Linked DNA regions of Sus scrofa: all the other regions are linked to region 3. A link is a contact called in public Hi-C and promoter capture Hi-C data. All regions are on one chromosome and are shown on one strand. Each heading gives the region's core, a stretch centred on a gene start, on an enhancer-like site or on the middle of the called end of the contact. The rest is flanking DNA. Distances are from core to core; before and after follow the strand shown.

Region 1 (3,563 bases), core at 1,028-3,527, 210 kb before region 3:
CATTGTAAATCAACTATACTTCAATAAAATTTTAAGAAATGAAAAAAAATGTTGCTGATATATGGCAAATTCAGCTGGAACTTTCTGGAATTTTTTGGGAGGGAAATTTTTTTACCTGCTGTTGTATTAATCTATGGATTCAGAACCTGTGGATATGGAGGGACAACTAAACTTTGTGGTGTCTTCTTAAGAGGCTTCTTCTCCAGGCCTTCAATTTGCACCCCGGATAACCTAAATATATTCCTACTAGAGTATACGACATCCCTAGGAATATCTACGTTTCAGCTGGGTTCTATTACTGAGTTGGTTGACTAGACCTGCAATGGGAATCTAGTTTGTCTCAGCTAGAGAGGTTTCTTCCTTCCTTCCTTCCTTCCTTCCTTCCTTCCTTTCTTTCTTTTTCTTTCTTTCTTCCTTTCTTTTTTTTGTCTTTTGTGTTTTTAGGGCCACAACCCGCTGCATATGGACGTTCCCAGTCTAGGGGTCTAATTGAGCTGTTGCTTCGGCCTACACCAGAGCCACAGCAACACCAGATCCGAGCCACGTCTGCGACCTACACCACAGCTCACAGCAACACCAGAGCCTTAACCCACTGAGTGAGGCCAGGGATCAAACCCACAACCTCATGGTTCCTAGTCAGATTCTTTTCTGCTGCACCACAACAGGAAGTCCAAGAGAGGATTTTTTCTGATCAGATTTCCACAGCCAATAACGAAACTGATGCTGAGATAGCAATGGATAAACAATGCAGAAGGGGGAACCTAGTTTGCAAATTAACTTCTCTATGCAATTCAGGCAGACATCATATATCTTGGAGGGTTGATGTAAAAGGGAGGAAACTGGAAAGAGTGGGAGGAATATTCATGACTTACCTGAGAATAGGGGGTGGTTTGGAGCCAGACCACTCCTTTTCAGTCCTTGAGTGGGCTTTTCCAGTTGTTGTCATGGCAATTGTCAACTGTCAGGGACAATTGGTGGGTGCCCTCATTTAGCATGCTGATGTATTACAGTGAACATACAAAGCCCAAGGTCTACTGGAATTAGATCTTCTGCCATCTTGCGCCTAGTTAGTTCTAACAAGCACTTATTTTTCTTTTTGCAACTTCCTCCTGAAACTTGGATAAGAGTTTCCATTCAAGGGAGAGGCAGGTGTGTGATTCTGGAGCATTGGTAACAATGAGGCTTAATCTAAATCCATAAATTAAACTCTAGTGGAATTTTAGGCCTCATTCAAGCAGGGAGTGACAGTTTTGCAGGATAGTGTAGCAGCCCACAAAGAGGTAGGCAGAGTGTCTCTGAAAGAGGTGAGTTGTGGCTGTCACATTTAATTATTTCAAAGGAGAGGAGGCGTTTCTGTGGTGGCTCAGCTGTTAGGAACCTGACTAGGATCCATGAGGATGAGGGTTCGATCCCTGGCCTCTCTCAGGGTTAAGGATGGGCGTTGCCTTGAGCTATGGTGTGGGTCACAGATGCAGTTCAGATCATGCGTTGCTGTGGCTGTGGCATAGGCCGTCAGCTACAGCTCCAATTCACTCCCAGCCTGGGAAATTCCACATGCCTTGGGAGAGGCAAAAAAAAAAAAAAAAAAAAAAAAGGCTAGGGATTTTGTCTTCTTTTGTCTGTAGATTCACAACCTCAGGGAGTTTCCCTGGTGAAGGTCGTCCCCCCCACCCCTCCCACCACCACTCCTCCTAGGAGGGCATAGAAAGACGGAAGAGGCTGGGCAATACAAGTTGGTGGGTGGAAGTTTTAGTAAGTAAGGGAATTTATATAGGTGGTCTTTCTTGGGCGCTCACCCAGCAGAATCTTAAGGGTTTATAAAGAGGCCTTGAGGAGGAGGTGTGCGTGTTTAAGCTACCTCAAAACTGCAGGTAGTTTCAATAACACAGGCTGCATCCTCTCAAGACAGAATCCTTCAACTAGTACCTGGCACAGAAAATACATTACAAGGACAGAGGAAGGGGTAGGAGCCTCTAACTGCCTTGATAAACCTGCTATGGCGTCCAATCCATGCCCAGTACTCACTGAACTGAATTGTTAGCTGGCTGTGATTCTGTTTAAATGGAAGATATGCTGGAAGTAGGAAACCGAGATTATCGAGGGCTGTGAGAATGCAGGCTCCTCCCTCTGCTGGGACACGCGGTAAGGAACCCTTCAGATTTGGTAAGGCTGTCCTTGCGGACCTGGATGATTTCCAGGAAAAAGCCAAAGCCACAGAAAAGAGCGAAAACGCCGCAACCCCGCCTCCGGAAGGTGCCTGCTCTCGGCTGGCAGCACCGACCCGAGTCCTTCCAGGCACTTCCGCTCGGCCTGCAGCCCGCCGGGTGGGGGAAGGCCACGCCCAGTTCCTCTTCCGGGTCTCTAGCTACTGCCACGAAGGCAGCATGTCAGGCTCAGAGTTGCGCGCGGCGCTGGAGCAGCGGCTCAGTGCCCTGGCCATCCGCACAGAGATCGTGGAGCACCCGGAGGTGAGGCGCTCTCGGTGGGACGGCTGCAGGAGTGGGTGGGCTCCGCTGCAGCGTCTGTCCCGCGAAGTCGCTAAGGCTAGTTGGCCCAGGGGTAGTGTACCTTAGAAACGTACGTTTTAAGGCATTTGCCGGGATCCAGACTACATCAAGGGACCAGAATGCAACATCAAAGGCCTGTCCACGTGGGCCTCGTATTGTAAAAAAGGTTATGTTTTCCTCTTGGAGTGACTTGATTTTCTGTGGAGAACTAGTGCAACATATTAGGAACTCGTGTGGAACTCGTTAGGAACTGGTGTGGGATGTTAGTCAGTGTGTCCACTTTATGGGTAGATACATTTGCCCAGCAGTAAACTGCTTCTCCAGTGGCTATGATGTATCAGGCATCATGCATACATGACACCAAGATATTTTTATTTATTCATTTGTTTTTGGGGCTGCACCATAGGCATATGGAAGTTCCCAGTCCAATGGGAGCTAGAGCTGCCAGCTACGCCACAGCAATGGCAGGATCCGAGCCACGTTTGGGACCTACACCACATCTCCTGCCAATCCGGGAACTCCAACCCACTGAGCGAAGCCGGGGATTGACCCTACATCCTCATGTATACTAGTCAGATTCCTTTCAGCTGCGCCACAACGGCAACTCCAGAGTTTGGTATTTTTAAACATAATTTAGTGTATTGATGGGCAGATACTCTGCAAATATCTCACCTAGCCAATATGTAACCTGAGTAGTGTAGGGACATAAAAGTTTTTGCCGGAGGCTTGAGTAACAGCTAAATGATAATTAGCTAAATATGGTGATGGTTTTTAAAGGGTATAGAAATACATTAAAACTGTGTCATTTTCCATGACCCTTCCCTTTCCCTTATTTTGGCTTTCTCTGGCCACATTTGTGGCATATATTTCTCAGGCTAGGGTCCAATTGAAACTACAGCTGCTGGATTACAACACAGCCACAGCCACATCCAACATGTCTGCGACCTACGCTGCAGCTCACAGCAATGCTGGATCCCTAACCCACAGAGTTCGTCCAGGGATCAAACTGGCATCCTCATGGATACCGGTTGGATTCTTAGTCCACTGAGCCACAAC
Region 2 (3,467 bases), core at 915-3,414, 250 kb before region 3:
CTTTAGAAAGTGCCAAAGTAGGGAGTTCCTGTTTTGGCTCAGCAGTAACAAACCCAACTAGAACCCGTGATGATCCGGGTTTTATCCCTGGCCTCATTCAGTGGGTTAAAGGATCAGGTGTGGCCGGGAGTTGCAGCGTAGGTCATAGCCACAGCTCAGATCTGGAGTTGCTGTGGCTGTGGCATAGGCTGGTGGCTACAGCTCCTATTCGACCCCTAGCCTGGGAACTTCCATAGCCATGAATGCAGCCTTAAAAAGACAAAAAAAAAAAAAAAAAAAAAAAAAAAAAAGGAAGAAAGAAAGAAAGAGCCAAAGTATGAAAGAGCATATCAGGAACTTTGATTACTTCAATGTTAATAAAGTGGTGTAAAGTGAGTAACGGTAATGGGTTTAGCAGATTAGGCTGTAAGGAAGAGGCTGAATATCACATTAAGAAATTTCGCTATGTGGGAAAGGAATCTGAAAGAGAATGGCTGTTTGTACATGTATAACTGAATCACTCAGTTGTACAACAGTAATTATCACAACCTTGTGAATCAACAATACCTCAATAAAGCTTAAAAAAAAAAAAAAGAAAAAAAGAAATTTGGAGTTCCCATTGTGGCTCAGTGGGTTACAAACCCAATTAGTATCCATGAGGGTGTGGGTTCAATCCCTGGCCTTGCTCAGTGGGTTGGGGAATCTGGAGATGCCATGACCTGTGGTGGAGGTCACAGAAGCAGCTCAGATCCTGAGCTGTTGACGCTGTTGTGTAGGCAGGCAGCTCCAGCTCCCCAATTCAACCCCTAGCTCGGGAACTTCCATATGTCACATGTGTGACCCTGAAAAGCAAAAAAAAAAAAAAAAAAAGGAAAAAGAAATTTGGATTTCATCTTGAAGGTGAATTAAAATAATGACATAATCATTTTTTTATTTTTTAGAATATTTTGGAGGCAACAGTGAAGGTAGGTTAGAAAAGAAAGACTGGGAACAGAGAAAATTAAGGAGGACCTACTAGTCACTTATGATGGAACATGAAAATGTGAAAAAAAGAATGTATATGTGTATGTGTGACTGGGCCACCTTGCTGTACAGTAGAAAACTGACAAAACACTGTAAACCAGCTATAATGGAAAAGGTAAAAATCATTAAAAAAAAAAAATTAAGGAGGACCTGAACGTGGGGATGGGGATGCAAAGGAGAGGGCACAGAGAAATAAAGTAATTAGACAATAGGAGGGGTGTGTATAAGGATTCTGTGGTTTGTACAGCGGAGAAAGGCCAGGGGAAGTGCTAACCCGCCCGCCTCGCCGGGAGAGCGCCCCACATTCTTCAAAAATTTCCTCTTAGGATTTTCACCACAATTCCAAAGTCTAAACTTGGAAACTCTACAATAAAGAACCATTCCGCAGGTTTCTTTCCCCTATGGCTTCATTAGAAAATTTGAAAACTTCTGACGTTTTTCAACATATTAAGCCATTGCACACCTCGAAGTGACACACTAGACAGAACCTTCTCAGACTAGGGGAGCCTAGGGGGTTGAAGGTGGGGAGGGGCTATAGGCCGAGAAAAAGACCGACCCAAGGTTTTAGGAGCATCACCTATTCAGCTTGCCTGGAGTTGGCCACAGGAATGCCCTTCCCTTGAAGAACCGGGAAGCGTTCGGTGGTAGATGGCTGATCCTCCGCCCCTCACCGCTTATGTAAGGGGATGAACAACACTTTGGTTCCTCCACCCTTTTCCAGCCTCCTAACTTTTCCTCCTAACCATTTCCAAGCCATTTACACTTTCCCCGAAACCATTACTGCGCTTCACCCTTGCTCCCACCTAACCTTAACCACCTTCAGCAAACCCCAACTCCAGCGCTAGGCTGTAACTAGGTATAGTAACCAGGAAACCCGGGCGTGTGGAACTGCATCTCGGGACAAGAAGTCCTAAAAAAAAGAGAAAGCGTTGGAAAACTACAGTTCCCAGAAAAGACTTCTACTTCCTCCCTTTCCCTCGTGAGGCCCCCCCCTCAACCCCACCCCCTTTGAAAGACCCTCTTGGCCACGTCAACTAGAGGGAGAAAGCTTTTTAAAAACAATTTTTGAGTTGTTTAAGTCTACTACTTAGAGAGCACTCTGGAGGTTAAAATAAAAAGTAAGCCAGGCTAGAAAAGAGAAGCTAGGTCACGACTTGGTCTGGCATGTGGTTGGACAGCCGCTACGACAGCGCTCAGGCATTGCATGGACGCCTAGGAGGCGGGGCCTTGGGGGACGTCGGGAAAGCCTTGGACCGTCGGAGCGCCCTTCCTTTCGGATCCGCCATCTGTGGTGAGTGTGTGCTCTAGGTCTTTCTCCGCCCCGGGGCCCGCTGTAGCCCTTCTTTGTACCCAAATCTCACTCATTTTCTTCTTTTCCTCACGCTCAGGTGGAACCGCCGCCAAGATGCAGATATTCGTGAAGACGCTGACGGGCAAGACCATCACTCTCGAGGTACGTGCGAGGCAGAGGCAGAAGGCACGGCCTGAAGGAGGGGGGCTTGAGGCGGATTTCGGCACTCGCGCTGTATTCTGCTTTGCAGTACGTTTCCGAGCCTGCCCTCTGAAACCTGGCTTTGAAGTGAGCGTTGTTACTGCTGAGCAAGGGCTTAGGGCAGGTTTTCGGTAAAAGGTCCGAGCCTGTCACCTCGTCCCGGCCAGGTAGCTGAAGCCGGGTTGGCGTGGCGGGAGGGAGGCGTCCCCCGCAGCTCCGCGCGAGCACGTGTGGCTCGGCTGCCACCGCCGTGGCCCGGGCTGGGGGAGGAAGTGTGCGTGCCTGGGAGCCCGCCCAGTGTAGAGAAATCAAGAGGCGTGGGTGACTTCAGTCCCCAGAGGCTGCGTACCTGAGCAAGCTTCAAGTTGAATTGAGCGTTTATTTTAGTTTCTTTTGTGTTACTAATATACTTGCATTTCAAAACTTATAGGTCGAACCCTCGGATACAATAGAAAATGTAAAGGCTAAGATCCAGGATAAGGAAGGTAATTTTTTAAAACTAATCTCAATATGGATTAATATAATCATTTTAAAACTCATCTGTAGAGGCTCAGGCCATTAGACATAAATGCTTTTGGTGGGGTGGAAGAGGTCAGGTTGACAAAAACGCTTTTGAACTAAGACAGTAGACAAATGTTTTGGCATGGGGCTAAGCTGCAGTACCTTCACAAGTGTGAGTTTAGATGAACTAGTTAATTTACATCTGTTATCAGCTATAAAATGATCATGTTAACCCGTATTAAGATTAAATAAGATAAAATTAAACATTTACTTTAGACATTGTCTGTAGCAAAAACCACTGATGACTATTAGTACCATTTATTTGATTCAGGATTGTAAATCTTGAGCAGATATGCTTGATTTGCAATCACTTAATTTTATTTATTTATTTTAATCTAATTAGGGATTCCTCCTGACCAGCAAAGACTGATCTTTGCTGGCAAGCAACTGGAAGATGGACGTACTTTGTCTG
Region 3 (3,364 bases), core at 698-3,197:
CTGAAAGGAGGAAACTGAAAGAATAAAAGCAGATTTCTCTTTCAGAAGACAGGAAGACAGAACAATAAACACAATAATCCACTACTGCTGTCACAATATTTTAGCCCAAGAATGATGATGTCCTTCTTTCCTTTAGCCTCTTCTCAGTAATTAAAAAACCACCACACTTTACCATACCCATTTCTAGCAAATAGTGTTTGGAGCATGATTATCCATTAAGAAAAATAACTTACTGTCTGCAGTTTAAAGTCTACATAAACAATATAAAACTCCTCTATGGCAAAAGACACATTTAACTAAGTTAAAGACAAATGACAAAGATGTCATTGCAACATGTCACAAAGAGTTAAAATCCTTATAATAATATATAAAAAGCTCTTCCAAGATTTTTTTTAAGAAAAAAAATACCGGAGTTCCCGTCGTGGCGCAGTGGTTAACGAATCCGACTAGGAACCATGAGGTTGCGGGTTCGATCCCTGCCCTTGCTCAGTGGGTTAACGATCCGGCGTTGCCGTGAGCTGTGGTGTAGGTTGAAGACGCGGCTCGGATCCCGCGTTGCTGTGGCTCTGGCGTAGGCTGGTGTCAACAGCTCCGATTAGACCCCTAGCCTGGGAACCTCCATATGCCGCAGGAGCGGCCCAACAAATGGCAAAAAAGACCAAAAAAAAAAAAAAAAACAAAAAAACAAAAAAACAACTATGTACCATTTTAATGTAGTAGATTGGCAAAGATATTTTTCAAAATGACTTTAAAAATAGGTTACCGAGCCTAACCTTTCCTTTGGGAATTTATTCAAAGTAAGTAATGACACGAGGGTTCAAAAACATGTGAAAGTATGTTCAGTACAGAATTATTTAAGAATTTAAGAAGCTGAAGTAATTTAATCTAGCAATTGAGGGTCGATCGGGTAAGTCAAGGCATATATAGTCTTTCATTTAGCAATTCTGCTAGAATCTATCTCCTGGAATAGTCAATAAAACCAACAGTTCTTAGAGACACACAGATGTTCATTTCAGCAGTTTGTAAAAGTGAAAAACGGCATTGTACACCAACACCACAGAGGGAAGAAAAAAACCTGCACACTAATCACGTCTATGCATCCAAATAAGATAATGCATAATATATATGCATATACATATATCTTGAAAGGGCGGTGGTTTATAGGATACTATGTAGCTGTAAAGAAATGATGGTTTCATATGTTTACAAGAAAAGATTATATATTAAGTGATCAAAGTTTCATAGCTGCATATAATATGACCCCGTTTATGCAAATACATGTAAGGTTGTTTGAAAATATTTTGGGACGCCAAGTACTCTCTCAATGACCTTTGAAGACCCATTCTACAAAGGACCCCAATCTAAAACAAGAGCTTGTTATTTAATACAAGGTTAGGTTACTCAGAAATTCGTTTAAAGTAACATTCACTTTGACTTTGCTCTTGAAAATCTAATTCTAGTTATTTCTATCTACTTAAGAAAATTTAAAGACCCACCTGCAGCTAGACGGTGCAAGCTGACTTCTGAGCCAATCAGCAAATCTTACAGAGCTACTTTGCTCGGGTTTGTACTTTCAAACAACCCTTTAATTACAAACGTTTCTGGGCCAGTGTGTCTGAAAATGGTCGGAACTGAGGGGTGGGGATGCAACCGTGAACTGAAGCCTCTTCAGGGAGGACCAGGTGCGCCCTCACTGTGCCACTTCTAAGCTTCGGTCCCAAGCCACTGCTCGGGAGGGAACGTTAACATTCCTTCTAGGACCTCCAGCCAATGGCTACACATTTGTTCTCGGCCCCAGCAACTCCGGACCAATGGGCAGAAGGCTACCTTTTCGACTTGCTCTTCCTTTCCAGCCAATCGGAAGCATTCTTCAAATGCCAACACTGTGAGTTGCGCAGGCTCCAAAAAAGGAGGCTTCACTTCCGGGCTACTGCCTGGGGAGACTACGCGTGTTGCCATAGCGACCATATTACGTTAACCGGTTTGCAGCTTTCTTCTAGGCAGCTGGGAGATTGCGGGGGCAGCTGGTTCTCCTCCTGTTTCTTCTTCGCTCCCTGCACCCGAAAGGCCTTACAGGCTCCTGGGATCTGGCCTGGTGCTCCGCGGCACCGGGTGGGCGCGGGATGGCTGCAGAAGAGGACGAGGTGGAATGGGTGGTGGAGAGCATTGCGGGTTTCCTGCGAGGCCCGGACTGGTCCATCCCCATCTTGGACTTTGTGGAGCAGAAATGTGAAGGTAAAATCCAGAGCCCGAGTCGTCTATCCTTTCTCACCTCTCTCACACCATCAGCTGGCAGAGAGATGGTTACCACAAACCACCTCTCATCTCCCTGATCTCCACTCTTGTCAGCTAGGTTTAGAGCTGGTTTTTAGGATGTACTGCTATCACTGCGCCCATCTTTTCCTTCACGGATGAAAACGGGAGTCGAGATACCTCACTCCCTGGGCCCAAGGACACATCCGAAAAACATTAGACTTTAATCCTGTGGGAGGCCTCTGTTGGGCCTCTCACCCTCTCCTTCACCTTTCTGCCTTGGGCAAATGCACTGTTTGGGTGGGCTTTTTCAACTTCCCCATTGACTTGGGAGGAGAGACCTTAGTTGTCTCCTGAGTTCCTTCTGATTCCAACAATTGACTAAAACGTGGGAGTGGGGTAGGAGTGGTATGTGATTACTCCAGAAGGCCCAGAGCTGATGATCCTAGTGGCCTGCAGCCCCCCTTTTGAACTCTCTGACTTTCAGCAGTACCAAAAATGGGGGCGGTGGTGGTGTATCTTGTAAAAAAAATGAGGTATATAAACGTGACATAACATTCCCTCTGAGGAAATGGTGCCCCCAGGTTCTTATCAGTTCACCCTTGGAATTTTGCCTTCAGTTCTTAGAGATAAATTGGAGCCCATTCATGGAAAAGGAACAAGAAGCGATGTCATGTGAATACTTCCCAACTGTTATCATGCTTGTTTAGGCGGGCAAGTCTTTAAGGGTAGTAATATCCATTAATCGTTTGAGCATCTGTCTTATATCGGAGAGATTAGACTTTTTTTGGTAAGGTTCAGTGAGATAGAGCTAGGGTCAGTGGGTACAAGCTACAGGGAAACAAATTTCTGTGAAGGAAGTGCTTCCTAACAGAGTGTATCCCAGATCAATTCATTTGCCTCAGAAGGTAATGGGTTCCACAGGCACCGACAGTGTTTGAATGAGTATGACAACAACTTAATGGAGTTATAGAGGGGAATCCAATTTATCCTGGATGATCTTTTAAGAGCCCTTTTAATCCCAAGTTTTTATGAATCTGGTAAAGATGAAATTTACTTTGACATATGAATCTTTTCATTACATTCTCATTGCCATGAACAAAATTCAAAT

Evidence for each region. Promoter capture Hi-C pulls out the DNA fragments that hold promoters and counts their contacts. A called contact is a pair of places that touch in the nucleus more often than the background predicts.
Region 1: a contact with region 3 is called in a Hi-C map of fetal skeletal muscle, with 2.0 times the contacts expected there. The contact joins the promoter of MTIF2 here to the promoter of CFAP36 in region 3. A contact is called at or near these places in 10 of 47 Hi-C or Micro-C datasets (blood, embryonic fibroblasts, fetal skeletal muscle and 5 more) and 2 of 2 datasets of contacts at active chromatin or transcription factors (alveolar macrophages and skeletal muscle).
Region 2: a promoter capture Hi-C map of liver shows a contact between it and region 3, with 4 times the contacts expected there. The contact joins the promoter of CLHC1 here to the promoter of CFAP36 in region 3. A contact is called at or near these places in 2 of 5 promoter capture datasets (fetal liver and liver), 2 of 47 Hi-C or Micro-C datasets (embryonic fibroblasts and heart right ventricle) and 1 of 2 datasets of contacts at active chromatin or transcription factors (skeletal muscle).

What each region holds. Positions count from the first base shown.
Region 1 is chr3:85,946,331-85,949,893 of Sscrofa11.1, reverse strand. It overlaps MTIF2 (translation initiation factor IF-2, mitochondrial), which reads right to left and starts at 2,277. Exons shown (of 16, transcript XM_021087524.1): 1 at 2,026-2,277; 2 at 873-958. CCDC88A (girdin) reads right to left here. Exons shown (of 39, transcript XR_002342714.1): 32 at 873-1,115. It overlaps LOC100514282 (prolyl-tRNA synthetase associated domain-containing protein 1), which reads left to right and starts at 2,316. Exons shown (of 2, transcript XM_003125134.6): 1 at 2,316-2,468. The coding sequence starts at 2,385.
Region 2 is chr3:85,991,004-85,994,470 of Sscrofa11.1, reverse strand. CLHC1 (clathrin heavy chain linker domain-containing protein 1) reads right to left here and starts at 2,164. Exons shown (of 10, transcript XM_021087534.1): 1 at 1,559-2,164. It overlaps RPS27A (ubiquitin-40S ribosomal protein S27a), which reads left to right and starts at 2,214. Exons shown (of 6, transcript XM_003125136.5): 1 at 2,214-2,293; 2 at 2,391-2,455; 3 at 2,925-2,979; 4 at 3,399-3,467. The coding sequence starts at 2,408.
Region 3 is chr3:85,741,012-85,744,375 of Sscrofa11.1, reverse strand. CFAP36 (cilia and flagella associated protein 36) reads left to right here and starts at 1,947. Exons shown (of 10, transcript NM_001244775.1): 1 at 1,947-2,235. The coding sequence starts at 2,124. It overlaps LOC102163556 (a long non-coding RNA gene), which reads right to left and starts at 1,741. Exons shown (of 3, transcript XR_302482.3): 1 at 1,497-1,741.